7 separate regions of the Mus musculus genome follow, and all the other regions are linked to region 1. The links are chromatin contacts, called in public ChIA-PET, HiChIP or PLAC-seq, capture Hi-C and promoter capture Hi-C maps. All regions are on one chromosome and are shown on one strand. Each heading gives the region's core, a stretch centred on a gene start, on an enhancer-like site or on the middle of the called end of the contact. The rest is flanking DNA. Distances are from core to core; before and after follow the strand shown. Region 1 holds the start of Srebf1 (sterol regulatory element binding transcription factor 1). Region 2 holds the start of Arf1 (ADP-ribosylation factor 1). Region 3 holds the start of Snap47 (synaptosomal-associated protein, 47). Region 4 holds the start of Zfp867 (zinc finger protein 867). Region 5 holds the start of Natd1 (N-acetyltransferase domain containing 1). Region 6 holds the start of Tmem11 (transmembrane protein 11). Region 7 holds the start of Dhrs7b (dehydrogenase/reductase (SDR family) member 7B).

What was found. Promoter capture Hi-C pulls out the DNA fragments that hold promoters and counts their contacts. ChIA-PET counts read pairs in DNA pulled down with a chosen protein or histone mark. HiChIP or PLAC-seq counts read pairs in DNA pulled down with a chosen protein or histone mark. Capture Hi-C pulls out chosen DNA fragments and counts their contacts.
Region 2: a capture Hi-C map of embryonic stem cells shows a contact between it and region 1, with 4 times the contacts expected there. The contact joins the promoter of Arf1 here to the promoter of Srebf1 in region 1. A contact is called at or near these places in 1 of 39 promoter capture datasets (liver), 1 of 484 Hi-C or Micro-C datasets (embryonic stem cells), 1 of 115 datasets of contacts at active chromatin or transcription factors (large pre-B cells) and 1 of 9 other capture datasets (embryonic stem cells).
Region 3: a promoter capture Hi-C map of liver shows a contact between it and region 1, with 2.3 times the contacts expected there. The contact joins the promoter of Snap47 here to the promoter of Srebf1 in region 1. A contact is called at or near these places in 1 of 39 promoter capture datasets (liver) and 3 of 115 datasets of contacts at active chromatin or transcription factors (bone marrow-derived macrophages, large pre-B cells and pancreatic cancer cells).
Region 4: a contact with region 1 is called in an RNA polymerase II ChIA-PET map of memory CD8 T cells, with 16 read pairs. The contact joins the promoter of Zfp867 here to the promoter of Srebf1 in region 1. A contact is called at or near these places in 2 of 115 datasets of contacts at active chromatin or transcription factors (bone marrow-derived macrophages and memory CD8 T cells).
Region 5: a contact with region 1 is called in a FOXA1 HiChIP or PLAC-seq map of pancreatic cancer cells. The contact joins the promoter of Natd1 here to the promoter of Srebf1 in region 1. A contact is called at or near these places in 1 of 39 promoter capture datasets (liver) and 3 of 115 datasets of contacts at active chromatin or transcription factors (bone marrow-derived macrophages, microglia and pancreatic cancer cells).
Region 6: an RNA polymerase II ChIA-PET map of memory CD8 T cells shows a contact between it and region 1, with 6 read pairs. The contact joins the promoter of Tmem11 here to the promoter of Srebf1 in region 1. A contact is called at or near these places in 1 of 484 Hi-C or Micro-C datasets (CD4 T cells) and 1 of 115 datasets of contacts at active chromatin or transcription factors (memory CD8 T cells).
Region 7: a contact with region 1 is called in a FOXA1 HiChIP or PLAC-seq map of pancreatic cancer cells. The contact joins the promoter of Dhrs7b here to the promoter of Srebf1 in region 1. A contact is called at or near these places in 1 of 39 promoter capture datasets (liver) and 2 of 115 datasets of contacts at active chromatin or transcription factors (memory CD8 T cells and pancreatic cancer cells).

Annotation. Positions count from the first base shown.
Region 1 is chr11:60,218,865-60,222,880 of GRCm38.p6, reverse strand. It overlaps Srebf1 (sterol regulatory element binding transcription factor 1), which reads left to right and starts at 2,254. Exons shown (of 19, transcript NM_011480.4): 1 at 2,254-2,428. The coding sequence starts at 2,338.
Region 2 is chr11:59,226,294-59,230,309 of GRCm38.p6, reverse strand. It overlaps Arf1 (ADP-ribosylation factor 1), which reads left to right and starts at 2,043. Exons shown (of 5, transcript NM_007476.3): 1 at 2,043-2,137.
Region 3 is chr11:59,448,359-59,452,374 of GRCm38.p6, reverse strand. It overlaps Snap47 (synaptosomal-associated protein, 47), which reads left to right and starts at 2,341. Exons shown (of 5, transcript NM_144521.3): 1 at 2,341-2,460. Jmjd4 (jumonji domain containing 4) reads right to left here and starts at 2,330. Exons shown (of 6, transcript NM_178659.6): 1 at 1,863-2,330; 2 at 1,535-1,700. The coding sequence starts at 2,130.
Region 4 is chr11:59,470,767-59,474,782 of GRCm38.p6, reverse strand. Zfp867 (zinc finger protein 867) reads left to right here and starts at 2,309. Exons shown (of 4, transcript NM_178417.3): 1 at 2,309-2,442. The coding sequence starts at 2,416. It also overlaps the pseudogene Gm12263.
Region 5 is chr11:60,911,620-60,915,635 of GRCm38.p6, reverse strand. It overlaps Natd1 (N-acetyltransferase domain containing 1), which reads left to right and starts at 1,844. Exons shown (of 3, transcript NM_025294.5): 1 at 1,844-2,007. The coding sequence starts at 1,911.
Region 6 is chr11:60,877,124-60,881,139 of GRCm38.p6, reverse strand. It overlaps Tmem11 (transmembrane protein 11), which reads left to right and starts at 2,102. Exons shown (of 2, transcript NM_173453.3): 1 at 2,102-2,427. The coding sequence starts at 2,372.
Region 7 is chr11:60,829,001-60,833,016 of GRCm38.p6, reverse strand. Dhrs7b (dehydrogenase/reductase (SDR family) member 7B) reads right to left here and starts at 2,386. Exons shown (of 7, transcript NM_145428.2): 1 at 2,286-2,386. The coding sequence starts at 2,305.

The DNA of each region.
Region 1 (4,016 bases), core at 1,005-3,504:
CGCTGACGCCGCGTCACCCCACTCGGGGGCCTTGCACCCATTGGCTACGGCGCCGCGAACGGGGCCTGTCCTCTGGCACCCGGAGTTCGGGGTCGCCGTGCTGCCCACCCCGCACTGTGCACTGCGACTGTCTCCAATGCAAGACAACCTTGGGCAGCGCTGAGGAGTCCTAGGCAGGTCCCTTCGCCTCCGGCCTCAGTTGTCTCATCTGTAGAATGGGAAGGAAACAGACGCCTTCCTAAGGCTTTTTGGAAAGATCGGAACGAGTTAATACCAAAAAAAAAAAAAAAAAAAAAAAAGTATTCGGCATGTCACTAGCATGCCCCAAGACTGCACAATGCTGAGCCTGCTGACACAGGTAACTGTCGGTCGGGCTGAGACCCCGCCCTTCCCAGGCTCCCCAGACCAGCTTGTGTGCTGAGCGTCAAAGAGCCCAGCAAGGCAATCCAGAGAGCTTTGGTTGGAGGTCTGGGGTGTTAGACATTAGTTTTCCAAGCTTTCCGCACAGGGTAAAGATGCCCCTTGGCTGCTGTCCTAGTAAACCAATCTGTGGAGCAGAGATTTGTGTTGATCTGATCTCCCACCTTGGGCTTGGTTTTTCTTTCCTTGTCTTCCTTCCTTTCTTTTTCTTTCTTGCTTTTCGAGACAGGACAGTAGCCCTAGCTCTTGCAGCCATGAAATGTGTATTTGTGGATCTGTACACTTTACACAGTTCCAGAACAAGGCAGATCTGTTGTGATGTCCCCAAACACCTTGCCCTTTCCTGCAGAGACAGCTCTAGTAAGTTGACTGGGGAAAACCAGTGAGCCCAGCTACACATCAGGTGTGGTGCTGGTTCAGCTGACCTCTGAGTCCTTCTGGCTGGGACAGGCTATTTGAGTTTTCAGAAAACCGGGTGTCTTCTGATGGTGGGACATGGCAGGGTGACCCCAAAGCAAGGGCTCCATGTGCGTTTTATAGCCCTGCCAACTCCTGTGTAATTTTCTAGCAGCTCCTCTGAGAAAGGAACAAAAATGTGTCCTGGTGAAGCCCAGGCACACCCTCCCTCCTTGCCCCAACTAACTCTATTGGTTGGGAGGTGAAAGCAGCCGAGGTATCTGCAGTCTGAGCAAGGCAGCTTCTGGGCGGCCTGGGGCCCTGACCCTCCCTGGTTGACTCGTAGGTTCTGCCGTTGCCTCCCAACTTGCATCACCTGTGGGCCAGAATGGTCTATTCAATCCACGCCGAAGAACCTCTCCTCCCTCCCTTGCTTTACCTGTTCCTAAGTCACAGGGCCCAGGGTTCACTTTTCAGTCTTTATTCAGGCACCTGGCCTGGCCCCAGGTCACATATGACCCAGTAGCTGGGCTCAGGTCCTCAGGACCTCTGTTACAGAATTCTTTCTTTTTTTTCTTTTTTCTTCTCTCTTCTCTTCTCTTCTCTTCTTTCTTTTTGGTATCTTGAGACAAGGTTTCTTTGTATTGCCCAGGCTGTCCTGAAACTCACTCTGTAGATCATGCTGGCTTCGAACTCAGAAACCTACCTGCTTCTGCCACCCAAGTGCTGGGATTAACAGAGTGTGCCACCATGCCTGGCTCACAGAATCCCTTCTTGACTTTGAGATTCACACTTTTTCTAGATCCTTTTGGAGACACAAGTCATTCTATAGGAGTAGTACGAGCCCACTGGCCCTTCAGGTCCTCTCTGCTCCAATGGTAGGACTGATAGGATTAAGACAAGATCAGAAGTTCCAGCCACCCCCTCCTCCTGCAGGTTCTGCCTGAGAACTCTTCTCCTCTGGAGGCCCACTTCTAGACTTCTAAGCTGAGAGGGTGGACAGGTCTTATGGGCCATGCTTCTCTAACCTCTCAGCTGGCTCATAGATAATTGGACCCTGGCTACAGATGAGGAAAACAGAGGCACATAGTGGAGGGGCCCCACTGCAGGCCTGTATCTGCTGTATTTTGGACCCAGGACTGTCTGGTTCTAAACAGCAAGACTAGGAAGTGAGTTTTCTGTTCTCTGCTCCCACCCTCATGCTGGGCCCCCCATCCCTGGCCCTTTAATCTAACGATGTCTGGGCTGGGTCTAGTCCTGTGGCTTCCATTCGGTCCCTCCCTTGGCCTGATACAGAAGAAGCCAAGGCCCAGTGCCTGTGCACCCGCAGGAGATTGCTAGAAACCAGGCTCGGGCAGGCAGTCTCAACCCGCTAGGCGAGCTGTCAGGATGCAGGCTGGTGGGCGGGGCTTGATGGGAAACCCCGCCCCTCCGCTCAGGTGGCTCCGCCCGCGGAACCCAGTTTCCGGGGAACTTTTCCTTAACGTGGGCCTAGTCCGAAGCCGGGTGGGCGCCGGCGCCATGGACGAGCTGGCCTTCGGTGAGGCGGCTCTGGAACAGACACTGGCCGAGATGTGCGAACTGGACACAGCGGTTTTGAACGACATCGAAGGTGCGTGTCCCGGGGCTCCGGCGCGGCCTGTGCAGGGTCGCACGTCCGGCGAGGGCGCTTGGCCGGGAACTTTGGCGCGTGCGCACTGCGCGATCTGGCGCCTGAGATCTAGGGTTGAGCTTTCCGGACCGCAGTGGGCTAGGTTTCTGGACACGCTGAGTATCCACTCAACTTCAAGCCTGGTCCTGTGTACAGTTCACAGGCCGACCCGGGGTTTCTCATTTCTTGAGTTCACCAAAATTCCCAAGAAAGTCCACGAACCGATATTTGCATTTACCTTGGCTTGCAAGCATCTGGCTACTTTGGATTGAGGTCAGGGAGGTCTCTTTGAGTGCACTAGAGCTAAGGAGCAGCCCCCTCACCGGAAAGGAAAGATACTTTTTAGGCGGAGGGGGAGGCAAAGGCCCTTTAGGCGGGACCTGAGTTTGAGGAATTGGAAATCTGATAGAAGAGAGAAGGTGCTCTCTAGAATATTTTTCAAATTTTGTGATTCTGGGGCAGTAACTCGGATTCTAGAACATATTAACAGGCTTTCTGCGCTGAGCCACACCCCAGGCCACTTAGATCCTTTAAAACATCACTTGAACTCGCTCAGTATGATTCATCTCCCATGTCAACAACAACTACCAATTGGGCGGAGGGAAGGAGTGGCGGCGGATCTGGAGAAGAAAAAAACCCCAGCAAGTCATTGTTACTATAAGATATGTATCCATGTTAGGTGGACTGTTCAACGATCTCTGGTGGCTGTTAGCAGTTTCAAAACATTATATTTCTCTTGCTCGTTTAAGGCTGCTCCACATCCTCCTCCACCCCAGATAATCATGACTGTGTGTCTACAACTACAATGGGGCCTGTGGGATTACAGTAGATTGTGCCCCCTGATGCTCTGTTGATAGACACCTAAGCTGTTTTTTATATCCAACACAGCCTTGGACTGCTGTGCCTACGTCCTCATCAGAGACCTAAATGTGCCATCAAAGCTTGGAGTTACTGCTAGTCACCTGCCGGGCAGTGGTGGCACATGCCTTTAATCCTAGCACTTAGGAGGTAGAGGCAGGTGGACCTCTGAGTTCGAGGCCAGCCAGGGCTACACAGAGAAACCCTGTCTGGGGGGGGGGGGGCGGAGAACAAAAACTGCTAGACACTTAAGAGGAATGAAAGTTTAGAGATATCTTGGCTGACCTGAGATCCAGGCATGGTTAGGAACAGTGAGAGGAGGGATGGGAGGAGGAGAGTACAGTGTTGAGTTGTTAGAAGTTCCCTCTTGGTGTTTGGGTGTCCATCCATCCCAACATGGATAGCCTACACTTATGGAGTACTTGGTGTTAGGTTGAGAATTGCATTGAATCCTTCCGACAGGCCCAGCTGGAAGACATACTTTTATCTTACAAGTAAGAGACCAAAAACAGAGGGTAAATGACATGTCCAAGTCTTGCAGCCACAGCAAGACAGAACTCAGACCCAGGCTGTTGGCTCAAGAGCCTGGACCTCTGGCTCCCAAGGCTGGACGAAGAGGTGAGATTGAGGCAGGGGCTGGGGAGCCATGTAGCTGTCTCCTTCAACCCAGAGCAGCATTGGACATAAGACT
Region 2 (4,016 bases), core at 794-3,293, 990 kb after region 1:
ACTGTATCTTACATAAACCCCATCTTGTCTCTCCATATTGTTTTTCAATTTGCTAAGTTCCTCCTCACAAAATAAAGTTTCTTTGGCTTTCTATTTCTTTTAAAAATTTTAAAGATTTTGTTTTTTAAAAAATAAATATTTTTAAAAATTTAAGATTTTTTTTTAACTGTGTGTGGTTTATGCACGTGCTTGTGGAGGCAGAAGCTTCAGAGTCCCTGGAACCGGAGTTATGGGCAGTTGGGAGCTAGGAACAGAGCTTGGGTCCTCTGTGACAATAGTATGAAGAGTTTCTTCAGTTCAATTGTCCAACTTCCTTTTTAATACACACTTGGGGATGGAGTGATGGTTCTGTGGTCAAGTCCACTGCAGCTCTTGTAGAGGAACTGGGTTTGGTTCCCAGAAACTGCATAGTAACTCAAAACATCAGTAGCTCCAGTTCCAATGGATCTTCTGGACTTTTTGGGCACCAGGCACCCATATGGTATACATACATATTTATAGACACTCACATATATAGATAAAATAAGTAAATCTTGAAAAATTATATATATTTAAGTGAATATACAATTTAACATTCAAAGTTCATGTGCAATATGAAAATTTCACTGTGGCTTCAGCTGACCTGGGGAGGTAGGAAGAGCCTGCCTAGGTAGGTATCCACTTCAAATGTATCATCCATTACACATGTGGATATTAAATATCTACAAAGGCTGTTTAAAATTTTAACTGACACAAATAATTATTTACGGGGTACAGAGTGATGTTTTGAGCGGGACTACAATGTACAGTGGTCACATTACAATAAACAGAATGACTACCACCCTGTCTCCATTTTTTCATAATTTTAGCCTTTTTAGGTACAGAAAGGGAGTTTGGTTCTTGACTATTAGCCTGCGGTTTTCTGGACACCCCATCTCTTTGTCGACTTATCCATGAGGCTAAGACAGGCTTCTGGCATGGCTGGAATCACAGGTCTCAGGAGATGTCCTGCCATTTCTCCAGGGTTGGTGGCAGGCAGCGACACCCAAGGCTTTGTATAAACACTTGCTGTGTGTTGAGGGTGAGAGAGAACAGGCAAGCACCCCCATAGACGTTTACAGAAGCAGCATTTGAAAATGGAGCCCTGAGCGATGGAAAGGGATGTGTTAGGGTCAAGAAGGTGACTATTGCATCGAATCCTGCCAGGCTCAGCACCCACAACTCTGGGGAGAAAGCTCTGGAGGTCTCAACCCCCAAACACAGTGAGGATGCCCTGTACCCTGTGCCTGGACACAACAGTGGCTGAAGCAGGCCCTGGTAACAGAACTGTCTCCTGCTAACTCAATAGATAGGGCTCCAGGCTCAAAAGAATCTCCCAGGGCCCTCAACATCTCCTACCTGTGGGACTTCTCCCAACAGCACACGGGGTGGAAGAACTGGATAGGGAGGACAGAGCCTGGGCCTGATTCCTGCATCGATGGGGAGAGTTAACGGATTCCTCCTCACCTGCACCCTGAAGGAGGCCACCCCATCACTGCCTCTCAGGCAGTGCTATGCCCATGCAGGTGTCTGGTCCTCTCAGTCAGCTCTGAGCGTGCACACAGGTCCAAGACCAGTGTGGAGACATGGTGCTTGTCTGACATTTGGCCTGCGCCTCTTCCCACTTTGGCCATCTGTCGGTCACATCATTCTCTTCAATTCCAGGGCCCAGCTGGAATATCAGAGACCCTGGGGTACTGTGAGAAGGACATTACACCTCCTAGGGCTGACACGACCTTCCCACTCTGACCTTGGCGCTCTAGAACGCTTACTGGCCTCAACCCCCGCATCCGCGGAATGGGCTGGAATTCCGCAGGAAGGCGCGCGTGCGCACGCGCCGGCGGACACGGAACTCCATACACCACACCCTTGCTCGTTCTAGTGCCGGGAGCCAGAGTGCTAGCCCGGGACCCGATCCGGAAACAGAGCGACCTCGGCTCCGCCCCGTGAAGGCTACAAAGTGCAGACGCGCAAGCGCCATCCGTGTGGGGGCGGGGCCCTCTGCGTGCCCGCCCTCTTCCCCCGGCGTGCCCCGCGGCAGGCGCTGACGTGGCTGCCGTCAGCGCCGCCATCTTGTGGGAGCGAAACCAACGCCTGGCTGGGAGCAGCCGCCGCGGAGGTGAGACGCGGGGCGCGCTGAGGCCGAAACTGGGGAGGCCGCGGGCTGGTCATCGTGGGAGTCAAGGGGGCGCTCAGCTGCGGCTGCTAAGGACCGAGTCCGGTCGGGCGGCCTGAGGTCTATGCTCAGTGAGCTCGGCGGCAGGCCGGACAGAGGATCGGGACGCCCCGGAGTCCCGCGTCGCCCACGGCCGCTTGGCCCTCCCCCACTCCGCGGCCCTTACGCCTGCCTGGCCGCCCGCCGCGGGCCGCAGCCCGGAAGTCCGGCCAGGACGCCGGCTCTTCTCCAGGAAGCCAGGTTTCCTGCTGTTCCTCTCTGCGCCTCTCCTAGGCTCCACGGCCCGAGAGCCTGGGAGCGGGGAGCAGGGTTCGGGGGGTCACGGGGTTTTCCTTCTTAAAGGCTAGCCGGCCGCTTCAGATACGGCATGAACCGCGGGCTTGGGGAAACTGAGGCTCGGGTGGCCCCGAGACGACGTCAAGGTCACTCGGGTGGCGAGGTCTTCCTCTTCTGTCTCTCGAGTCCGGTTCCTGTCGGCCTGGAGGACCGAAGTTGTAGGAAGGGGGAAGGGAAAGGGACAGGTGTCGGACAGGGGCTCCGAACTGCGGATCCAGGTGCTGGGATTTAACACGCGCATTTGCGGATCTCGGGGGATACCAGAATACCCACTGTGATCCCCAATTAGCCGTGATTTGGGCCCCGAATATCGTCGGTGAGATCTGCATTGGGGTGCCGATGGCCCCCGGAGGGGTTTGAGCCTTGTTTCGCCTCTTGACCGGCTCCTTTATGCACTTTTGGGTGGATTAGAAAGGCCATTCTGAATTGGAGAATCTTTAACCTGCCCATGGAATAACCCGTTCCCGGCCTCTGAGCAGTCCGCAGGTACAGAGACCAGGTCCAGTACACAATTCTGGCTGTCCATTTAGGGTGGTCGTGCCATGTCAGTTTGTAGTGTAGGTAGCTACATATGTTGTATGGTCTAGCTACATAGAACAAATGCAAAATGCTAGGGATTCTGTTCACATCAAGAAGGAATTCTCCCATTCAAACAGCAACTGGCTGCTTTGTCAGGAAAGGAAGGGTCAGCTGCTCTTGGTCCCAGAAGTCATTGGAGAGCCCAGTAGTTGATGCCACAACCCATGTTGGAGTCTTCTGTTGTAGTTCTTGTTTCACAACTAGTGGTCAGCAGTTTTTCCTGCAGGCTGATTCTGGTGGTTTCTGCCGTGTCTGTCAGAAGACTAGTGAGGTGCCATGGTGCTTTGTGTGCTGGCCTCGTGTCTCTCCTCTGTCTTAGCCAGTATCCACAGTGCCTGACATAGGTGACTATAGTGTCCTCACTTTTGAACTTTTAGCAGCACTAGCAGAAATAGCCTAAACTATGAGATTTGATGCACTGTGTTACTACCTGGTTTCTCTGTTTCTCCAGAGAGTTGTGTGGTGTAAGGGCCAGTCACAGATGTGTGAACTACATTGTCTTCTGTGGCATAAAGGTTTCCCTTATTGGAATGTCTCTCACTTATCCTTAGATTTGAAAATGGGTCTGAGTCACTGGATCACCACACTGTTCTCTTGCTTGTGAGGCAGATGTACAGAATTGCTACTTCAAAAAGGTTTAGGAGCTAGATGGTAGAGTGCTTTTCTAGCCTTCGTGAAGTCTTGGTTTGGATCTCTAGCACTGCATACAAGGTTTAAGGCAGTGTGAATAACAGCTGACTCATACTCAGTCTACTCATCCTGAAAGGAAAGTAGCAGTAACTAGTTCTGTGGCCCTCACACAGCTGTGATTGTAAGTCATGCATCTGGGACGTCCACTGTGCCCCTTGCCCCTTGTAGAACGGATATTCAGAATCTTTGCTCCACTGGGCTGCTTCCTCTGCCCAGG
Region 3 (4,016 bases), core at 1,092-3,591, 770 kb after region 1:
GAGGAGGTGAGGAGAAGGCGCCATGAGAGATGGCCCTTGAGCACATGGCCGGGGGAAACATCACGCACTTGGGGAACACCACTGGGGGTGTAGCCAGGCCACGGTTAGAAAAGTAGAACAGGGGTTTCCCCCAGCAATTATCAAAGCTAAATAAAAAAACCACAGTCTGAGTATCATTTATTTGTACACTAGTGGGGATAAGCTTAAATTGGTTGTACTACAGGCCTGTGAGTCTGTTTCTGCCACGATGAGATCCAGGACGTGTGTCTGGTCACACTTTACCCAGCTCCTGCTCTGGGCCCACAGAAGTAGCATGGCAGGGTAGCTGGAAGCTGGTGTTTCTCTTGCATCTGGTCAGTTATGGGAACTGCAGGGGCCTGAATTCCATCCCACTCTACAGTTCAGAGCCTTATTGCGCACACAAATGATACAGGAATTCAACTGTTCATTGGTTCACTCAATGTTACACTGTGCCTTTTGCTGGGGGTCTGAGTACAATGGTCTGTACTTGTGAAAGGGACGTCAGGTAGAGGAAAACACACAGTCGCAGGGTCACCATGGAAAAGGGTAATGCTCTTCCCAAAGAGAGCATCACGTGAGCTGGGTCTTAGGGACAGCCCAAACTCCTGAGATGTAGGGAGCGCCTCGGCTTATGATGGCCTTACGTACTGACATGTCCAAGCTGAAAATACCATAAATGTCAAAACATACTAACAGTATGTGTTTATATGCTCACAACCTTAGCATTCCCAGTTCCAAAAGGAAAACACAACAGTGTGCCTAAGTGCATGACTACCGTAGCTTAGCACAGCAACAGAGCACACTGTAAAGGTGTGATCATTTTAGTAGATCCGGGGGTTTAGATGGAGGTTATGGCTTCTTGACCCTGTCCATCATTGAGAGAGAAGGGTGGGAGATGAACAGACCATATATAGCTAGCCTGGGAAGACACCATAATTCAAATTTTGAAGTAGTTTCTACTGACTGCAATGCATTCTTGCTCCAGCAAGACGTCAAAAATCTCCTAAGTAAAGCTGTCACAAGATGCTGTGTGAGAAAAGTGGAAGCTGATAAGGGAGAGTATTGAATGTGTCTTTAAAGAGTAAAGGGGTTTCCAAAGTGGGACAAGAGTGGTTGCGGAAAGGTCACTTGTCCCTTTAGAGAGCTTAGAATGGCCCAGGGGATGGCAAGAATCCCCAGAGCAATCGTAGAAGGAACAAGCGTCCTCTCAGTGGGGTTGCAGAGAGGACAGCCCCAGAGGATCTGAGATACCAGCTCAAAAATACAGAAGAGGAAGGAGACACCAGGCCGCCTGTACCCATACAAGATGTACGAAAGACTTACCTTCCCCATAATAGTCTACCTGGCTCGCTATGTTGATCTCCCCACATCTTCGCATCAGTTCTGTGATACACATTAGAACTCTGCTGTAGAGGTAGCCCCTCTGAGTGCAGTGGGCGTGCTCCACCTGGACTGGCTGCACTAGCTGCTTAGGGTAAGTGCCCAATGGCCATGCGCCGTCCTGTCTTATTACCTGCACAGATGCCAGTCCTTGAGGTAGAGGCAGCCCCGCGAAGAGGAGTAACTCCCTTGGATGTAGTCCTTCCAGTAACTGATATAGTCGCGGAAGGACATGTGCTCCTTGGGGTTTGAATTGTATTCTCGCACTCCACAGTTGGCAACCGGTACAACCGCGTCTCCTGCAGCGAGAGAGTCAGCACAGAAATGGCAGAGTCATACACGTAGTTCACCATCTTGGGGTCCGGCCACCCTCTGGCCGAATTATCCAGACTCCACTAGTCTGTCCGGCCCCGGCCGCCCTCCCATGCCGGGGTCTATACCTCCCGTCTGCGCCCTCCTACCATACTTCTGCTGCAGATACTCGAAGTCAGGCTTTCCCTCCGAGGTCACCCAGCGCCGCCTGCTGCCCCAGCCCTCGGTGAAGGCGCTAGAAAACACGCAGGGCAGGTTAGGCAGCAGGAAGCCCTTCACGAAGTCAGCATAGGAGAAGGCGTTCGGGGTCTGAATGAAGGTCACGCCGCTGGGTGTGGGGCCGCCACCGCCGCTAGGGACTGGGTCTCGGAGGTCCCGGTAGTACCGCTCGGCAAAGGTGCGTGTCTCCCGATCCATCCACCGGGAAACCTGACCCCAGAGGCCCAGTCCGGCTTCTCGCTACACCCCAAATAGGGACCGGAGGCTGAGAAACCCCCTAAAATCAGCTCGGAGTGGTAACCACAGAGAAAGAGCCCGGAACGAAAAGCCACAGGTGCGACATTCCAGCAGGAACGCGGGCCTTGGGGCTCCCAGGGTGTGCGCGTGCGCGCCTACGCGGCCCCGCCCTCTCGCGCAGGCGTACAAGCGCTCGCCGAGTGGCTGACCTGCTCCCCAGCTGCTGGCGTCTCTGTCTGGTGGTCCAGTGGAGCGTGCCATTGCGTCTTCTGCGTGCTCCTCTTGCCTCAGGTGAGCTGCTACCGCGCAGCTAGCCAGTACCGGAGCCCGCCACCGACACAGGAGATGAACATCAGTCTCAAACCTCAAAGGATGACTGGGTCCTGAGAGGATGCTGGGGCGCAGAGCGGGCGGTCAGGATCCGCGGGGGGTGGGGCGGCGGGGTGGGGGTGGGGCGGCGGGTGGGGGTGGGGCGGCGGGGTTGGGCGGCGGGGTGGGGGGTGGGGGTGATGTTCCCGAGTGTCTTGGATAGATTGTGGAGGAACCTTTTAAAGGATTGTGATGTTTCCTTAGAAATAGAACGAGGAAAAATTAAAAGGAGAAAATGAGCTTTTTTGGGGGGCGGGGGGGGGGAGATGCTGAGGTTCAGGTAGAGAGGTATGTATGCATTGGGAAGAGGGGAAGGATAGAAACGAGGCGGAGGAGGGTTGTTTGGCCAAACTCGCCTGTTGTGGCCTTTATCGTGACGCTTGTCTGGAGCTGTGTTGCGGCTAGGTCATGGTAGAGATGACAGCTCATAGAGAAATTCAAGTGACGAGAAACATCGATGCCAGGACTCGTGGTGCACGCCTATAATCCCAGTATTGGGGATGCTGAAACGGAAAGGTTCCGAGGTTCTAAGCCAAAATGAACCACAAATCATGACTTAGCTCCAAAAGAAAAAAAGCCAGGTTACAATAACAACAACAATAAAACCCCAACGCACCCAGAATTCCATTCACGTGTAATCACTAACTCTGGTATTGAGCCAGTTTTTTCCAGGTATGCATGTGTTTATACATTTTATCCCTGTTACCCCCTCCCTCTCTTCCCTCTTTTCCTGCATTGGCAGCATGTTATATTTGGAAACACCATTTTAGATTTTTTAAAATCTCCTCCTACAATTGGCCTACAATTCTTAAAATTCCTGGACAGGTTGAGTTGATAAATGCCATTTTGCATGCTAATGAGTCCAACACCATCCAACAGCCAGTAGGGTAGATTCCAGATGGAATGGCTCACTGAAAGACCTGAGTAGGATCAGAGGGTGGGGACTTTGAACCCAGCCCTCAGCTTCTAGGGCTAAAGGTTGAGTGGGTCATCAGTGGTCAGTGTCTCATCAGTCATGTCCACAGCATCCCTAGAAGACCCATTCAGAGGATCCTATGTGCTTAGGGAGGTGAGGGCTGGTTCTTCTTAGAAGTTGGTGGTTTTCTGAGTAATACGAGCTTCTAGGGGAACTCCAAACCAAGGAGGACCTCTGGAACCCTGCTTTCTAGGTGCTGGCCATCAGAGTGGTACTACAACCTGGGCTTGCATCTGCACCAATGTAGGGACATCTTGGGAGACAGAACCCCACCCTTGGGACCTAATATGATCTTGAGGCAGACATTTGTCAGAGCTGAACTGAATTAAGGACATTCTTCCTCTGGTGTTCACTGATAAGGACCCTTTTAGGGTCCCAGAATCCTGTACTGACTAGGACATGAGAGTAGAGGTAAAATATGTAGTTTGTTTTGTTTTCTGGGAAAGTATGAAACCCAGTTAGGAATTACTTCTTTGCTTGAGTATCTAAGACCATTGTCCAC
Region 4 (4,016 bases), core at 1,060-3,559, 750 kb after region 1:
AGACTGGAAGACGCATGGTAGTGAGTACTATGAATGTAGTCGGTACAAGGAGAATCCTGACACTGTCAACCAGAGTCAGCAAGCACAGGCCAGGGAGGCCCTCAAGAAGTACTTGTTCTATTTTGAGAGGTGGGAAAATCACAACAAAAGCTTGCAGCTGGAGGCACAAACATACCAGCGGATTCATGAGAAGATTCAGGAGAGGGTTATGAACAACCTGGGAACTTGGATTGACTGGCAGTACCTACAGAATGCCGCCAAGCTCTTAGCCAAGTGTCGATATACCCTGCAGTACACCTATCCATATGCATACTACATGGAATCCGGTCCCAGGAAGAAGCTGTTTGAATACCAGCAGGCTCAGCTGGAAGCTGAGATCGAAAACCTTTCATGGAAAGTTGAGCGTGCAGACAGCTACGACAGAGGGGACTTAGAAAACCAGATGCACATAGCAGAGCAGCAGAGAAGAACCCTGCTAAAGGATTTTCAAGACACCTAAACTGGGCTGTGGCTGTGCCGGGGTGAGGAAGATGTAGCTGTGAGGCCGCCCGGCTGCCGTCCTGCAGGCTGCAGGCTCTGCCTTTCACCACCCAGGCAACAGCCAGGGCCCCACTCCTGAAAGACACTGGCAACACACCTCTTAGCCGATTTGTTTTCTCCTCATCTTTTTTATTTTTATTTCTACCAGGGTAGAGGCCGTGTTGAGCTGGCCTCTAATGAGGACTTTAAATTTCCCCTGGATGGTTGTTGGGCGGGAGGGGACTTTTTTTTCTGAATGGCTATTAATAGTATTAGATCATTACAACTTATGTAATTTTCAAAGGTTGTGCGATTATAAGGGAAAGAGGCAAACCATAGATAACACAGAGCCCGATTAAAATAAATTGGCATTGGAGTGCTTCACCCTTTAAAAAAAAATTATAGATGTGGCCCTTCATTAACTTCTATTCGAAGCTGGGCAGTGGGGGCGCATGCCTTTAGTCCCAGCACTTGGGAGGCAGAGGCAGGCGGATTTCTGAGTTCAAGGCCAGCCTGGTCTACAGAGTGAGTTCCAGGACAGCCAACATTACACAGAGAAACCCTGTCTCGAAAAACCAAAAAAAAAAAAAAAAAAAAAAAAAAACCAAACAAACAAAACTTCTATTCAACATTGCTATCTTAGAGGAGTGCCTTCCCTTTTAAAGCTCAGGCTAGCTCCTTGTTTTGGCCAGAGCTCTCTAGATGAACAGAGCTGATAGTATATATATAATTTATTAGAGTGCTTTACAGGCTGTGGTTCAGCTAGTTCGATACTAGCTGTCCCCCAACAGAGAGCTGTGGGCAACCCATGGGGACGGATGTCTCTGTTGGTCCTCAGTAGACACTGGAACCCTAAAGAAGTAGATTCTAATAGCAGCAAAGGCATGCTTTGGTGGCAGGGGAGACAGACTTGCCAATGGGAGGGGAGACAAGCAGGTAAGGAGCAGGAGCTTCCTTCTTCCACATTGCATCATATAGCCTGTCATGAAGGTGTGCTTCAGGGTTAGAGTAGGTCCTCTAACCTCAGATGATCCAGTCAAGAAAAATCGCTCACAAGCATTCCCAGCCTCTCGGGTTTTAGTTGATTCTAGACGTAGCCAAGGTGACAACCAACAATAGCCATTACAGTCCTCAAGCTAGGAAGATTATGACATCTAAATTTTTAAAAATGAGGGCTCTGGCTCAGTTGGCAGAGTCCTTGTTTAGAATACAAGAAGTCCTTAGCAGGATCCCCAGTGATGCATAATAGCACACATGTCCTTCTAGCACTCCAAAGATGGAGGCAAGCAGATCCGGGGGTTCAAGGCTGGCCTGAACTGTATTTGAGGCAAGCTACACGAGACCCTCCCTGTCTCAATGTATTCACAATAAAAATTTCAAATAATTGTCATGTTAGGAATTTCCAGTTGTAAATAGCATATGTGTGTGTGTGTATGTATATGTGTATATCTATCTATCTATCTATCTATCTATCTATCTATCTATCTATCTATCTCTATCTCTATCTCTCTCTCTATCTATCTATCTATATGTTATTGTTCCATGGATATGTTTCTGTAGGTAAAGTACAAGTGTGTCCTGTCCTGGCAGGGCCATTGCTAGAGTGCAAACAAATCTTGTCCCGTAAGTATCTCTCTGTCAAAGGTTAGATTACATCCCTAATCACTCAAGGATTGGGGGCGTGTCCAAACCCTTCGTCTATCAGAGTGGAATTGTCCAATCAGGCCGCAGCTCGAGCGGAGGGGCGGGGCAGGATGCTTTACTCTCGCGGTGTTTGGTTCTTTTCACTGTTTAGTTCTTGTTCAGGTTCCGTTTCTTCAGGTTCTATGTCTGGCTCACAGTTGTGTATGGTGGCTCCGCTGTAGCTAGCGTCCTTATGAGGTGCAGACGACGACGATGCGGGACAGCAGAAATTCGGAAATGGTGAGCGTTCCGGCCGACGCTGGCTACAGCCAACCAGTACCAGCCGCAGGGAAGGCCTCCGTAGCTGGTGTCTGCGGCCCGATCCCGGTGCTGTCCGGTGTCCTGGGTGTCCTGGGTCCCCTCGCTTCCCATCTGCCCTCGCGGCGGCCTGACCGACTCACCTCAGGACTTGGGGCGTCATGGCCGACCCACCTTAGGACTTGGGACGCTGGCTTCTTGGTTGTGGGTTCCCGCCCTTCAGCCATGGCTGGGCTTTCCCGAGTCTTGGAAAGTGGGGTCTCAATCTATTTACTCTTCGCCTGCCTGTCCCACGCCCCCGTGTTCACAGTGAAGTCCCAAAATTCCAGTCTTTAGGGCCGTCCCCCCGCTAGTCTCAGGACATCGATGGTTGGTTAGTAGGAAAAAGCCGAGAGAGATTTCGTCAGTGCGGGCACCGTAGAAGCGGGACAGATGAAGGGTCTAGGACACTCCTACCCCAATTGATCTTTGGACAGGAGCTTTAGGCTTAAATAGAGGAAGGCCAGACCAAAAAAAAAAAAAGCTTAAACACAGCAGCCTAATGTAAGGTGGGCCCCGCCCATCTTTGTCTCCGCTCATTTGAGACCTGAAGGGGACTAGGTGTTTCTCTGGAGATAGCTCCTGCTTCTGTGAAGGGCTGTCCTTCCATGAATCCTGGGTGACTGCAGGTTAAGGACCATAACTTATCTCTGTGCCCTCAGCGGCAGAGTGAAGGCCGGGATGCCAGGCGGTCATCCCGCCTTTATTTGTGGCTGTATGTGGATACACACACGTGTGTGGGTGTCTGAGGAAGTCAGAAGACGGTGTCAGATTCCCTGGAGCTAAAGGTATGGGCGGTTATGAGCTGCCCCAAAGTGGTTGCTGGAAACTGAACTCCATCCAGCTTTCTTCAAGAGCAACAAATGCTCTTAACCACTGAGCCATCTCTGCAGTGCCCCCCGCCCCCAACAGTTTCAGTACCAGTATTTTCAAATGCCAACTTCTACTGTAAAAGGTTTTAAAAGTGACAACCATTACTGTTTATTTTCGTTGCTAAATAAATAGAAATTGACACAATATCTTTTTCATTTCCTATTAGTAATGGTCCCAGGTTCAGAACTGCCAGATGCTGACAAATTTCTTATAGCTGCCATATGTCCTAGCCTAAAGTTGACCTTTCATCATCCACTTAGACAGCAGCCTGAGATCTGGGGTGAAACCTCTTCGAGGAGCAGCTAGAGGACCTGGAGCTGGAGCAATCGAATAGTCCTCATCTCAATAGTTCATTTTTTTCCTTGTTTTTTAAATACTTATGTATATGAGTACCCTATTGTTGTCTTCAGTACACCAGAGGAGGGCATCGGATCCCATTACAGATGCTTGTGAGCTACCATGTGGTTGCTGGGAATTGAACTCAGGACCTCTGGAAGAGCAGTTAGAGCTCTTAACTGCTGAGCCATCTCTCCAGCCCCCTCCTTTTTTTTTAAGATTTATTATTATACATAAGTACACTGTAGCTGTCTTCAGATGCACCAGGAGAGGGCATCAGCTCTCATTACGGGTAGTTGTGAGCCACC
Region 5 (4,016 bases), core at 595-3,094, 690 kb before region 1:
ACAACCCATAGGTAGACAACCACTGTGCCAGGCCCTATTGGAGGCTTATCAGATCAGACTCTCCCCTGGTCTAGACTGGCTGGTCAGATGCCACGTCTGTAGACATAAATGCACAGGAGGACTTCCCCAGGAAGTGGTGCTTGGGCAGTAGTCATCCAAAGGCCCAGCAGCCTGCAGATGAGTGGCCTGTTCAGACACTGTCCAGGAACATATTTTGACCATCTCCACTTACATTCTTTGGAAGTGACGTCACCTGAGACTCACAGGTTTTAATCTTCCTTGTTCACAATTGCCTCCAGCTCTGACTCTGCCAACCAGGCTCCAGGCCCTCTATGATGGCTGGATCCCTTTCAGTCACTTTGCATATAATGACACACCTCCGCACTGCCTTCTGTTTACAAACGCTGTGACACAACACCCACTTGTTAAAAGGAAATTATTTGCTCAGAAAAGATTCTCTCAGTAGTATGTCTGACCCCCCAACCAAGCAATAAAAATGATTGGAAGAAGGCAAATAAAAGATTGGGGGGGGGGGTTACAGAGGAAAGTGTTCATTAAATGGGGACTAAATGGCCTGGCAGCCTGGGCAAAGGTTCAAGAGTCAGTCACTGCCACTAATGACAAAATGCCCACTGCAACTTACAGAACTCTCTGTGGCAATGTGAGGTCGTACACTTGGAAAAGGATCTTGCAGTTTTTCACAAAACAAAATATCCACTGGCTATAAAACTCGGCAGTATATTCCTGAGAGCTACCCTAAGGGAATGCTGGCCAGACGACATCCACAGCCTGTTACTCATAGCAGCTCCAAACCAAAACAACACAACAACCCATTAACACGTGATGGAAAACTGGTACCTGCTTCCTGGGAAATCTCTGACACACTGGTGAACATGATAGCAGCAACAACACAGCTGATGACAGGTGGAAGCGAAGAAACCAGATACGAAAAGGTAAATACTGTGTAGTTCTTAAGAAATAGGATGTTCTTAGGAAAAGCTGTTTAGTCAATAGCGCTAAAAGTCAGGGAGCATAGCTACTTCAAAAGGAAGAAATCAATTGGAAGGGAGCCCACGGAGATCTCCATTTAGCTGTAAAATGCTTCCTTGTTGGTCTGTCCCCCGCCTCTCCCCCACCCCCAGCCCCCGCCACGCACACAGACACACATTTTGTACAGGTTTGAAGTTACAGCCTTCAAGCATTCCACTGAGGTACTCAAACTTTAATGTCTGTGTGGTGGTCTCATAGATGTGGACATCAAATTTGCACGGTAATTAACAGAATATGATTCTGTGAACATCCATGGTCGGCAAGCTTTCCTAATACTGTACTTCTAGAGAAACACTGGCTCCTGGGTAGCTAGCTCCCTAGGGACCTCATATTTCTGGCTTTCTTTGGGAGGGGTGGCTTTTCACCCAGTCCCAAACATGCCTAGGGGTAATCTCTCAATATCAGCTACAGCTGCCCGAGTGGGTGGGCTGCATAGCTCCAGCCCGCACGATTCCAGCAGAGAGTAGGTTTGCCTGTCAACACCTTGCATTTGACGTTATCTATTGCCTCAGGCTTGCAGTGAGGCTAATGCCTAATATTAAATGGCTGTCGCGGGGAGGATCTAAATTACCCCATAGGTCATTGCGTGTTTTGCATATGGGTCCGTGTGGGTCCTAAAAGTCATTCTGGGGCATTCGGGAGGACAATCGGCGCCCTGGATGGACCAGCACATCATTGTTGAAGCCGCGAGCGAAACGGGCAGCGCGGTCTCTTTAAGAGACGCCAGGAATGTATCCAAACAGACAGTGCGCGCAGCGCACGTGACTCACAGCTGATTTCCGGCCCCGCCCCCTTCTCCGGCCCGCGCCGCCGAAGAGTCAGTTCGCTGCGGCCCGCGGTCCCCAGTGTCGGCGCGCGCGATGGCGCACGCTACCCCGCCGAGCGCACTGGAGCAGGGCGGCCCCATCCGCGTGGAGCACGACCGCCAACGCCGCCAGTTCTCCGTGCGCCTCAACGGTACCGAGCTGCCTTTGTTTGCGCGCGCGCGGGCGGGACGGGGCGGGACCTGCGGGCGGACGGACAGATGGATCCCGGGGCGGGAGGGCTCCCGAACCCCCCGACTGGCACCGCCGGAGCGCGTCTGCCCGGGCAGCCCGCACCTGCTAGCGCAGCCGGCCTCCGACATCGCGGACGGAGGGCTGCCACCCTGGGTCCCAGAGAGCAGGTCACTGGTGGCCTGCCACCCCCACCCCCCGGGTGTTCGGTTGCTTCCTGCCGCCGTGGAGGAGCCTGCAGGGGCCTGGGGCATAACCTAGGGAATATGTGGCCTGGAGGAGGAGGCGGGTAGGTGATTCTGAGACTTTGGCCAGTTTGTCTAGTCAATGTGTGCATCGGTCTCCCGGAATCTGCAATGGGGATAGCTGGAGTGCAAACCGCTTTGGATGAGATGCTGTGGCAGTAAAAGTTCAGAATGACACATTTGGTGCACAGCAAGTGCTGATAAACATAGATAAATGGCTACTTTTCAACAGATAGAGAAGTCAAAGCCTCATCTGTAGCGTTTGTACCAGCAGACCGACACTCCTCCCATTGATTCTAGGGCTGGAAAAGATTGTGGAATATGGGACCTTGAGCTCTCTGTAGCCCACTCCTCCCAGCTGGGCCCTCTGGGGAGACCCGACTTAGCCACTGCCCATATTATTTTGATTGGAAGGATGCACCACTTGAGTGTGGTCGGCCAGTAGGTAGGTTGTAAGCAGTCAAGCATACGCAGCCTATCCTGACTTCCTGAGCCAACCTTCTGTGACCTGCACTTGGAGGCCAGGTCTCCCGTTTGTGCCACCTAACCACCGTGGGGGCAGCTATCACTTCCTGTGTTGTGACATACCGCCCCACTTACAGATGAGTAAACTGAGGCTGGGAGTGCAGGAAATGGGACCTGCCCAGCTTTAACAAGACCAGAGGCATATTCAAATCAGGGCCCAGCTGCCCCTTGCCCTATTCTTTCCGTAGAGAAACAAGTCCTGCTGTCATGCTGATGGTAGCTCAGCTGACTGTGACACTTGGCCCTGATCCCTTGAGAGGCCTTATCTGAGGGTTTGTTTGTTTTTTGTTTCTTTTTTCTTCAGATCCTCTTTTCTGAAGTTTTCTTAGTTCCAGTGAGGCTTTTAGTTCCTGGGGACTGTGGAGGCACATCAGATCCATAAAGAGAAAGGCAGAAGCCTTAGGCTTCTCTCTCTTTCTTTCTTTCTTTCTTTCTTTCTTTCTTTCTTTCTTTCTTTCTTTCTTTCTTTCTTTCTTTCTTTCTCTCTCTCTTTCTTTTCCAAATGGGTCCAGTCAAAAGGACAGTACTCTTGAGAGCTGGCTATGAACAAATGATATCCTTAAACTTAACCGTTCTGCAATCTGCTGCCCCGTTGACAGAGAGACAGAATTGCTAGAGGCGGGCAACCTCGCCTCGGCTCCTCCTGTACAGCCTGGGCCAACAGTTTACTGAGTACCTACTATTTACCCAGGACTTGTAGGGCTGCCAGTCTAAAGAAGGAGATGGGTCTCAGATGAATTGCATAATATCTCATAAAACCAAGGCCTTGGGAGGCGTGGTCAGGCAGAAGGAAGGGTCTATTGGGGCAGAGCCACTGTTTGGCATTAAGTTCCAAGCAGGTGGTATTTAAGTAGAGACCTGAAAGAGACAAGAAACAGCTGTAGCTGTGAAGAAAGGCACTGTGTGAAAGAAACCTTTGAGAGCAAAGGCCCTGCAGTACCCATTGTGTGTTTCAGAGCAGCCAGGAGTGGTGCAGGCATAGAAGAGCGTGACAGGTAGGATAAGGCTAAGAGGTCAAGGAGGCAAATAATATAGGAACCAGAAATGTGAGCTTGGGTGTGGCTTCAACCTTCAGTGCTGTGGGGTCCTGAAATGCCTTGTAAAGAGGACAGATGCCATGGACCAGGAACCCTAAGGCTGTGCTGATGGGAAGCGCACTGTGGGGTATGACAGTGGGGAGCTGGGTGCTGCACAAGTCCAA
Region 6 (4,016 bases), core at 853-3,352, 660 kb before region 1:
ATTGAACTTAGGACCTCTGGAAGAGCGGTCAATGCTCTTAACCGCTGAGCTATCTCTCCAGCCCAACCTGTGCTCTTTACTGTGGATGTAGTGACAGCGCTCTCACATTCCTACTGCTCTGACTTCCCTGCCATGATGTCATGACTGTCAGTTATGTTTCTATTGAGGTGATCAGACACCATGAACAGTTAAACTCAGAAAAGAAAGCATTTGATTAGAGGCTTGTTTGCACTTTCAGAGGGTGAATTCATGACCATTATGGTGGGGAGTATGGCTGCAGACAGGCAGGTGTTGGAGTAGTCACCAAGAGCTTATATTTTGAAACAATCACCAGGCAGAAAGAAGAACAGGGCCTGGCATGGGCTTTTGAAACCTCAAACCCATTCCCGGTGACTCACCTTCAACAATAAAAGCCAGACCTCCTCATTCTTCCTAAACAGTACAATTGGGAATCAAACATTTAAATATATGCGCCTATGGGGACCGTTATTAAAACCACCGCAGACTATGACCTGAAGTGTAGGCCAAATAAATCCTCTTCTCCCTTAAGTGGCTTGTGTATTTTTATCACAGCAACAAGAAATAAATCTAAGACAGGGACATAGATCCCCGGTGGGATCCACCATGTCTCTGACTTGGCACCAGAACACTAGATCCTTGAGGACTCCCAGTAAAGGCAGACCCTCCTGGCTAGCTGCTTCCCAGCTTAAATGTGGGCTTGGCAGTCCCTGGTCAGTACACATTGTTTTTTGCTCATACTGCAGTAGGGCTGAGAAAAGGGTTCAGACATCCCCTAGGCAGTGGCTATAGGGTAATGGGAAAGAGAACACGCCCCTGCACCTTTTTTGTTTTGTTTTGTTTTGTTTGTTTGTTTGAGACAGGGTTTCTCTGTAGCCGTGGCTGTCCTGGAACTCACTCTGTAGACCAGGCTGGCCTCGAACTCAGAAATCCACCTGCCTCTGCCTCCCAAGTGCTGGGATTAAAGGCGTGCGCCACCACTGCCCGTCACCCCTGCACTTTTATCAGGTTCCTAAAGAGCTGAGAGCTTTCTCACAGATGTTCCTGGGTAGTAGAGTGTAGTTAAGGAAGGGGGAAATGGGAGAGAAAACATAGATTTTTACCTCCTGGCTGAGTCACAGGGACCACCTACATAAGTTCCTAGGTTCTTGTGTCTCAGGACAAAGAATTGTATCAGAGATGCATAGTTAGCAATAGAGGCAATTTACTTAAAAAAAAAAAATTTACAAAGACACTCAGGTAGGGAATGGGCTAGTGATCTGGAAGAATGCATAACCTGAAGTCCTTAGCCATTACCTGCCTTCTCCAGGCCAAGTTTTTCTCTTGCATGCTGTTTGTTATTGAGTAATCCAGGCAAGGAAGGGATCCCAGGCACTATCAACTGGCATTGATTGATTGATTGATTGTGTCTGGGTGTTTTGTGCACTACACGTGTGCTGTGGTCGTAAGGCCAGAAGAGGGCGTCAGACGTTACTGCAATAGCTGACTGTTGTTAGCTACCACGTGCCAGAAACTGATCCACAGTCCCCTGAAAGAGCCGTTAGTGCTCTTAAGTACTGAACAATCTCCGCAGCCCCCTCATACCTTATTCTTGACGTCTCTCTACACATCCCTATTCTTTTGCCACACTTGCATGTGTTACGAGTTTGGCAATCGGAGGCGGAGTTGCATATTCAATTTGAAAACCAGGAACTTTATAGAAACCAGACAAGCATAAAACCTGACTGGGAGGAAAAGGCGTTTTAGGGCAAGCACATCTACAGACCTTCAAAATCTCTGGATTTGTCAGCCGGGCAAGTTCCGGTCAGGAGAGGGGGGCAGTTGACGCCGCGGAGGCAGAGGTAACCTTCGGACTGAAGGTGCACGAGTTCTGGTCTGCAGATGGGAAAGGAGAAAGGTTAAGCTGCTCAAGTCATTGTAAAGTGTGAGAACTGGGGGACTCAGGCCCCCAGCGGCCGAAGCCACGGTGAAGGGCAACAGGGCCGAGGCCAAGGGTTGGGCCTCTCAGGCTGTGAGGGCGGGATCGTCGCGCGAAGCGCTCTGGGAGTGGTAGGCGCTTTCTTTCCGCTCTCCTTCAGCCACTCGTTCTGGGAGCCCAAGGACGTCCAGGCGGTGGGCGCAGCGACTCGCACTTTGCGACTTGAAGACTCTTTCCTAAGGCGGATCCCACCCCCTCGCCCTCTTGCGCGCGGCAGCTTACAGCAGGCTTCCGGCGTGAGGTATTGTGGGCAGTGTAGTCCTTCTCGCAACCTCCCACCTCGTCCGCGCGGCTCACGGGACTACGTTTCCCTTCGGCTCCCGCGCGCCCTGAGCCGCGTCGGCTCCAGCCCCCGACGAACCGAGAGTCTCCAAGATGGCCGCGTGGGGAAGGAGGCGTCTGGGTCCGGGCGGCGGCGGCTCCCGAGAGAGGTAAGCTGGGCTCGCGACCGCGGGCGAAGGTCGACCGCAGAGCCGGCGAAGCCTCTGTGCCACGCGCGACTCCGGATCGTGTGCCCGCCACGCGCGGGGCCCAGTCCGCGGGGGCTTAGGTGTGGGAGGAGCGGGGCGGCGCGACGGCCAGGAGCGAGGGGAGCGCGACTCGGAGGGGCGGCGACCCGCAGCCGGGTGGGCGGTGAGCCAGGGTGAGTAGCTGCGAGGGCCGCCACGCTGTCCTACCGAGCGTCCTGTGGGCTCCGGGCCGCTGGCTCGCGCACGTGGCCCGCTCGGCCTGGGCGCCCGGTGTGGCGTGGATGGGCTCCGGGGAGAGGAGGAGGGTAGAGGCTCGCGGCGCCGTGTGCTTTATAGGGGCGTTTGCTGAGAGCGGCAGCGTGCCGGGCGCGCCTCCAAGAGCCTGAGCCTGGCCGCCTTGTGAGCGAGCAATCGTCGCCACTTTTTGAGGGTTCTCTTCGAGCACTTCTGCCCTAAGTCCTTTGTAGTGACCTTTCCTACTGAATGCGTTTGGGGGCGCTAGGGGTTTTGTTTCTTCCAGTGATTTCCGGATGACAAGAGTAGTTGACGTGTTTCGGGTTGAACTTGTAGCCTTTTCCTTCTGGGAATTATTTTTAGCTAATAGGTTACTAGAAGCTGTTCAACGATAAGAAGTTTGGGGAGGTGGGTGTATATCGGTGGCGCTACTGGATTAACCTGCCCAGTCGGTCTTGCTAAGTCCTCCGCATTTTACTGTGGATGTCAGAAAAAGGAAAAGAAAAAAAAAAAAAGCAAAGTTTGACTTTTTCCCCTCCGTTTCCAATGAGTACTGTCAACCATAAAAGTTGTGTCTCAACTAATCTGCGTTGTTCCTTTTTGACTGACGCATCCCATGTTTCTTGCTATTGCATACGACAGCTTTTCCATCCCACACTAGTCTTCCTGCTTGGCAGAAGTGGTAGCCAGTTTTACTCCTGAGTTCGGTTATGCTAAATAATCCGTTCTGCGTTTACTGTGACATGGAAAAGCAGTGGCGAGGAGTGTTTGTTTGTTTGTTTGTTTGTTTGTTTTTTCCCTAACTCCCACTTATTTCTTAGATAAGAACAGCCAGAGAGGTTATCTTGTTTTCCGAGTCCTTAAATCCCTAAGGATGCTTTCAGGATTTTAATTTCAGCCCAACAGAAGGGAAGAACTTTCCTAATATTTCTGTTTGCTTGTTTTTAGAGCCACGTGTGTAGAGTCATTAGAGTTACTGTGTAGCTCTCTCTGGCTGTTCTGAAACTCACTCTATAGACCAGGCTGGCCTTGACCTCACAGAGGCCCGCCTACCTCTGCCTCCCAAGCACTGGGAATAAAGGTTTGGGCTACTGCACCCTGCCATACTCTTGTTCTTGGACACAGACTGAAAGGGCCAAACATGCATGCCTCAAGTGTGAGACAGGAGTCTTGCTAGCCTACCTAAGAAAATGGAGAATTTTTCCTTTGTCTTGAAACAGATATTAATTAAAAGCAGTTTGTCAACCAACCGCCCATAGTTTAGTCCAGGCCTTGCTGGTTGTGCTGCAGCAGCCTTTAAGGGAGTTTAAGTCCAA
Region 7 (4,016 bases), core at 1,137-3,636, 610 kb before region 1:
CTCACAGTCTGTTCTCTATAAGGAAAAGTCTACTTAACCTGCTAATCCATGTACTAGAATAAAAATAAATGATCCCAAACGAACTCTTAATGTTGGAAAGGAAAAATTAAACAAGCAAGGAAGGGTCACCCGGCTCATAAAATAAGAAATTTCTAAGTCTGAAAGTTCGTAAAACTTTCAAGACTCAACAAGGCCTGCCGGTCCTGACAGCTGTATGAATAAACACCATGCTGAGGAGAGGTCAGAGAGCAAATGATTGCTGACAGAGAAGGCTGTTCAGTGGTGGAGCTGCCTGCAAGGTGAACAGAAACCAATAATGTAGCTCCCATTCTGAGACGGGCATTTCAGGGATGCAGACGCCTTTGAATTACGTTTCTTCTATGTAATTCCTCACCCAGTCACCTTAATAAACTCACCCATTTACCAAGCTAGACTTGGATGAACTTGCTCTCTAGCTAGAGTGAATAGACATTTTGTATCTTCCAAAAAAAAGTAAGTCTACCTGGGTCTGGCCTCCAGCTCCTGACCTTGTGACCTCCTGCCTGGGGAGTAATTGCAACTACCAGCATCCCCCCCAAGTGCCTGGCACTAGGGTTTGAGGAGGAACCTGGGCCTCCATACTAAGCGGGTGCACAGGACTTGTAACAATCTTTCAATAATTTCTCTTACAATGACCAACTCAAAGGCAATCTTGGTTCCCTGGATGAGCATGGCTTTTGCATAGAGGAATGTATCTAAAAGCCTGCCTCCCCTCATTAATTTGCTGCAGCTAAGCTTCCAGGACTCTTCCGAAATGTAGAGATACTACTACTGACTTCATACTCTGCTGTGATGAGGAAAGTGGGTATCTACAATAGACAGATAGTGGTGGGTACTCCAGTTAGTTTCCCTTCCTGCACTTCTAAAACAAGTAGGTCTTGATGCCTAATTCAAACCTTATCACTAAGGGGTCCCTTGCCACCTGCTACTTCTCTAAAGCTTTCCACTACCCCTACAGGGTTACAAGACTGAAAAGTCTTTACAGGCAATTCCACTAAAAGTAGTAAGTACGGGGCTGGAGAGATGTCTCATTAGTTAAGAGCACTGACTGCTCTTCCGAAGGTCCTGAGTTCAATTCCCAGCAACCACATGGTGGCTCACAACCATCCGTAATGTGATCTGATGCCCTCTTCTGGTGTATCTAAAGACAGCTACAGTGGGGCCAAGGGCTTCCAAGGCTGTGGGTTATGGGAAGCTCTAAGGACAGAGGGCCAATGAAGGCTGTGGATATGCACAGTGGAGACTCTTTTAGTTACTGTATTGACATTGCCTGCACTGTGTATTGCTCAGACAGGATGTGCTGGGCACTAAAGATCATGCTGCCCTGGCACCCAAGTGTTAAGGTCAGCCCTTCAACCCTCTGCTTGACCATGTGAGCATCCTGGATCCCAAACATGAGATCCTGCCCACCACCACCATCTCAGAACAAAAAGGTGGGAAGCCAGAGCCAACTAACATGTCCCAGTCAGTGCCTACAGGGTCTTAGCAGCTGTGTCTGGAGGCTGGCTGTTGTCCTGTAAAGACATTTAATAAAATATCGCATAAAAAGGAAAAATAACAAAAGTAAATACCCACCTGAGAGCTAGTGCAAGTGTTTGTGTGGAAAGGCGTATGTATTAACTCTCAAATCACTATACTAAAGGCTAATGAACTGAGAGTAATGTATGAGTACCATGTGTTGAGTACATGTAGCCACTAGCTAAGCCCTTGCAAGCAAAAACTTATTTACTCTTCACTACTGCCATATTTCTAAAGTTTTAACTGAAGAAACGGTCGCTGAATGTTTAAGGCATCCACCCACAGTTGCACCTGCTAACCGGCACAGTTAGGGTTGGAAGTGTCTAATCTAAGAAAGCTGTTCTCATGGATGTTCCAAAGTCAGAATCTTGCTCGCCCTTTCCGAAAACCCAGATCTCCTAACCATCCCCGGGCAGGAGTGCCACTGGGGTCATGCCACAGTAGCTATGCACACGCGACCTTGCGCGCTCTAGGCTCCAGACCCTGAAACGCACACACAGAGACCAGGTGATCTCCGCGATGAGCGTGCCGGGGCGGAGTGCCTGAACCCTGCTTCCTTCACTGTGGGGCGCCGCGGGGAACCGGAAGCTATCAGGATCCACAGCCTCCCCAGAACGTGCTCAGCCTCACTCAGTCACTTAAAGCAGATGTACCCCGCGCCTCCGCTTTAGACAGGACACCGTCCTCATTTCCACTCACCAAGAGGTTGCAACATCCCTAGCCTTTACCTAAAGGACGGAGAGATCATGGTCAATCAACTTCATGCTCCCGCCTCGGAATTGACGAAATGCAGCTTGGTTCCGTCCAATCACAATACTCGGGAAGCACATGCGCTCTGAAGATGCGCCCAACAGAGGTAGAGTTTAGCCTTTGCGGTCTAAATGACGTCAGTCTGCTTAAGTCCTATACCGTAAATCTTCCGGAGGAAAATTCTAAGTAGTGGTTTGGGTTCCATCGGTTTTCAGAAAAAACTGAACTTGCTCTGCAAAGCTGAGTTTGATGGCATATGGCTGTTATCCGAGTACTTGAGAAATGAAGGGAGGCAGCTCAGGAATACAAGGTCCCCTTTGGGCTAGGCTGCATGACACTGCTTCAAAAAGCAAAAATAAATGCTACAGTTGCCAAGATTATTATAAACGGCGATGTGATGTTGTTACAAAGATGGGGAGAGGGGGCTCGGTTTTTGTTTTTGTTTTTTAAGGAGGTTAGAAACAGACCTACACATAAGTAGTCACTTTTCCTTCCAACAAGGAGCCACATTTAACACAACTAGGAACGTACTATTCTAGTATTACTATTATATATATATATATATATATATATATATATATATATATATGTATATATATATATTACATACATACATTATATACATACATACATATATACATAAATACATATGTGTACATATATACATATATATACATACATATATGTCACTATTACATGTAATATTAATACTATTAATAGTGCTAAGTCTAGGAACTTTCTTTATTCTTTTTCTTTCTTTCTTTCTCCCCCTCACCCCGCCTCTTTTTGGGTTTTTGAGACCAGTGCTTTCTTTATGTAGCCTTGGCTGTCTTGGAACTCGTTCTTTACACCAGGCTGACCTCGAACTCACAGAGATCTGCCAGCCTCTGCCTTCCAAGTGCTGTGAGTTCAAGACTAGCCTGGTCTACATCGCGAGTTTCAGGACACCCAGGACTACAGAGAGAGACCTTGTCTCAAGATAATAATTATAACAACAACGTCAACAACACAAGAGAGTGTATAAGCAATACAATTTGTAATACATATAGCTGGAAATAAATTTTATTTCAAAAGATACAAAGTTTGCAGAAAAAATTATTATCTTAGTTTTTCAAGACAGGGTCTCTCTGTGTAGTCCCAGTTGTCCTGGAATTTACCCTGTAGACCAGGCTGGCCTCAGAGATCTGCCTGCCTCTGCCTTCTGAGTGATGGGATTAAGGGCATGAGCCACTATTGCTCAGCAAATTTATTGTATGTTCATTATTGACTGTTTATTGTAGATGAGAGGAGCTTGCATAAAGATATTTCATGCAAGTTTATAATGTACTTTGGGCATACTCTCCTCCATTCTCTCTAGCCTCCTCTTTCCACCCCCACTTAAGTGTAAGGAGTCACACAGACACACACCCTTCTCTGTGTAAGCTGAAGCCAAGTAGAGAGTTGAGTCGGAATTCCATCCCTCACTGACAAGACCACTTCCCACGTGTGAAAAGAGGCCATGCAGAGAGCAATAACTAAACACTCTTTCCCCTCCCAGTGTCAATGGAGACTTATTAGAAGTCTGGACTTCCATTTGTACCAAATAGTAACAAAGAGTTCCTCTAGGTGTCAGTGAAGGACAAGTGGAATTTACAGACTTCCACATCCATCTGCCAATAGCAAAAAGGCATAAGATTATCCTGCCAAAGTATTGTCCAAGGAAGCCAGCT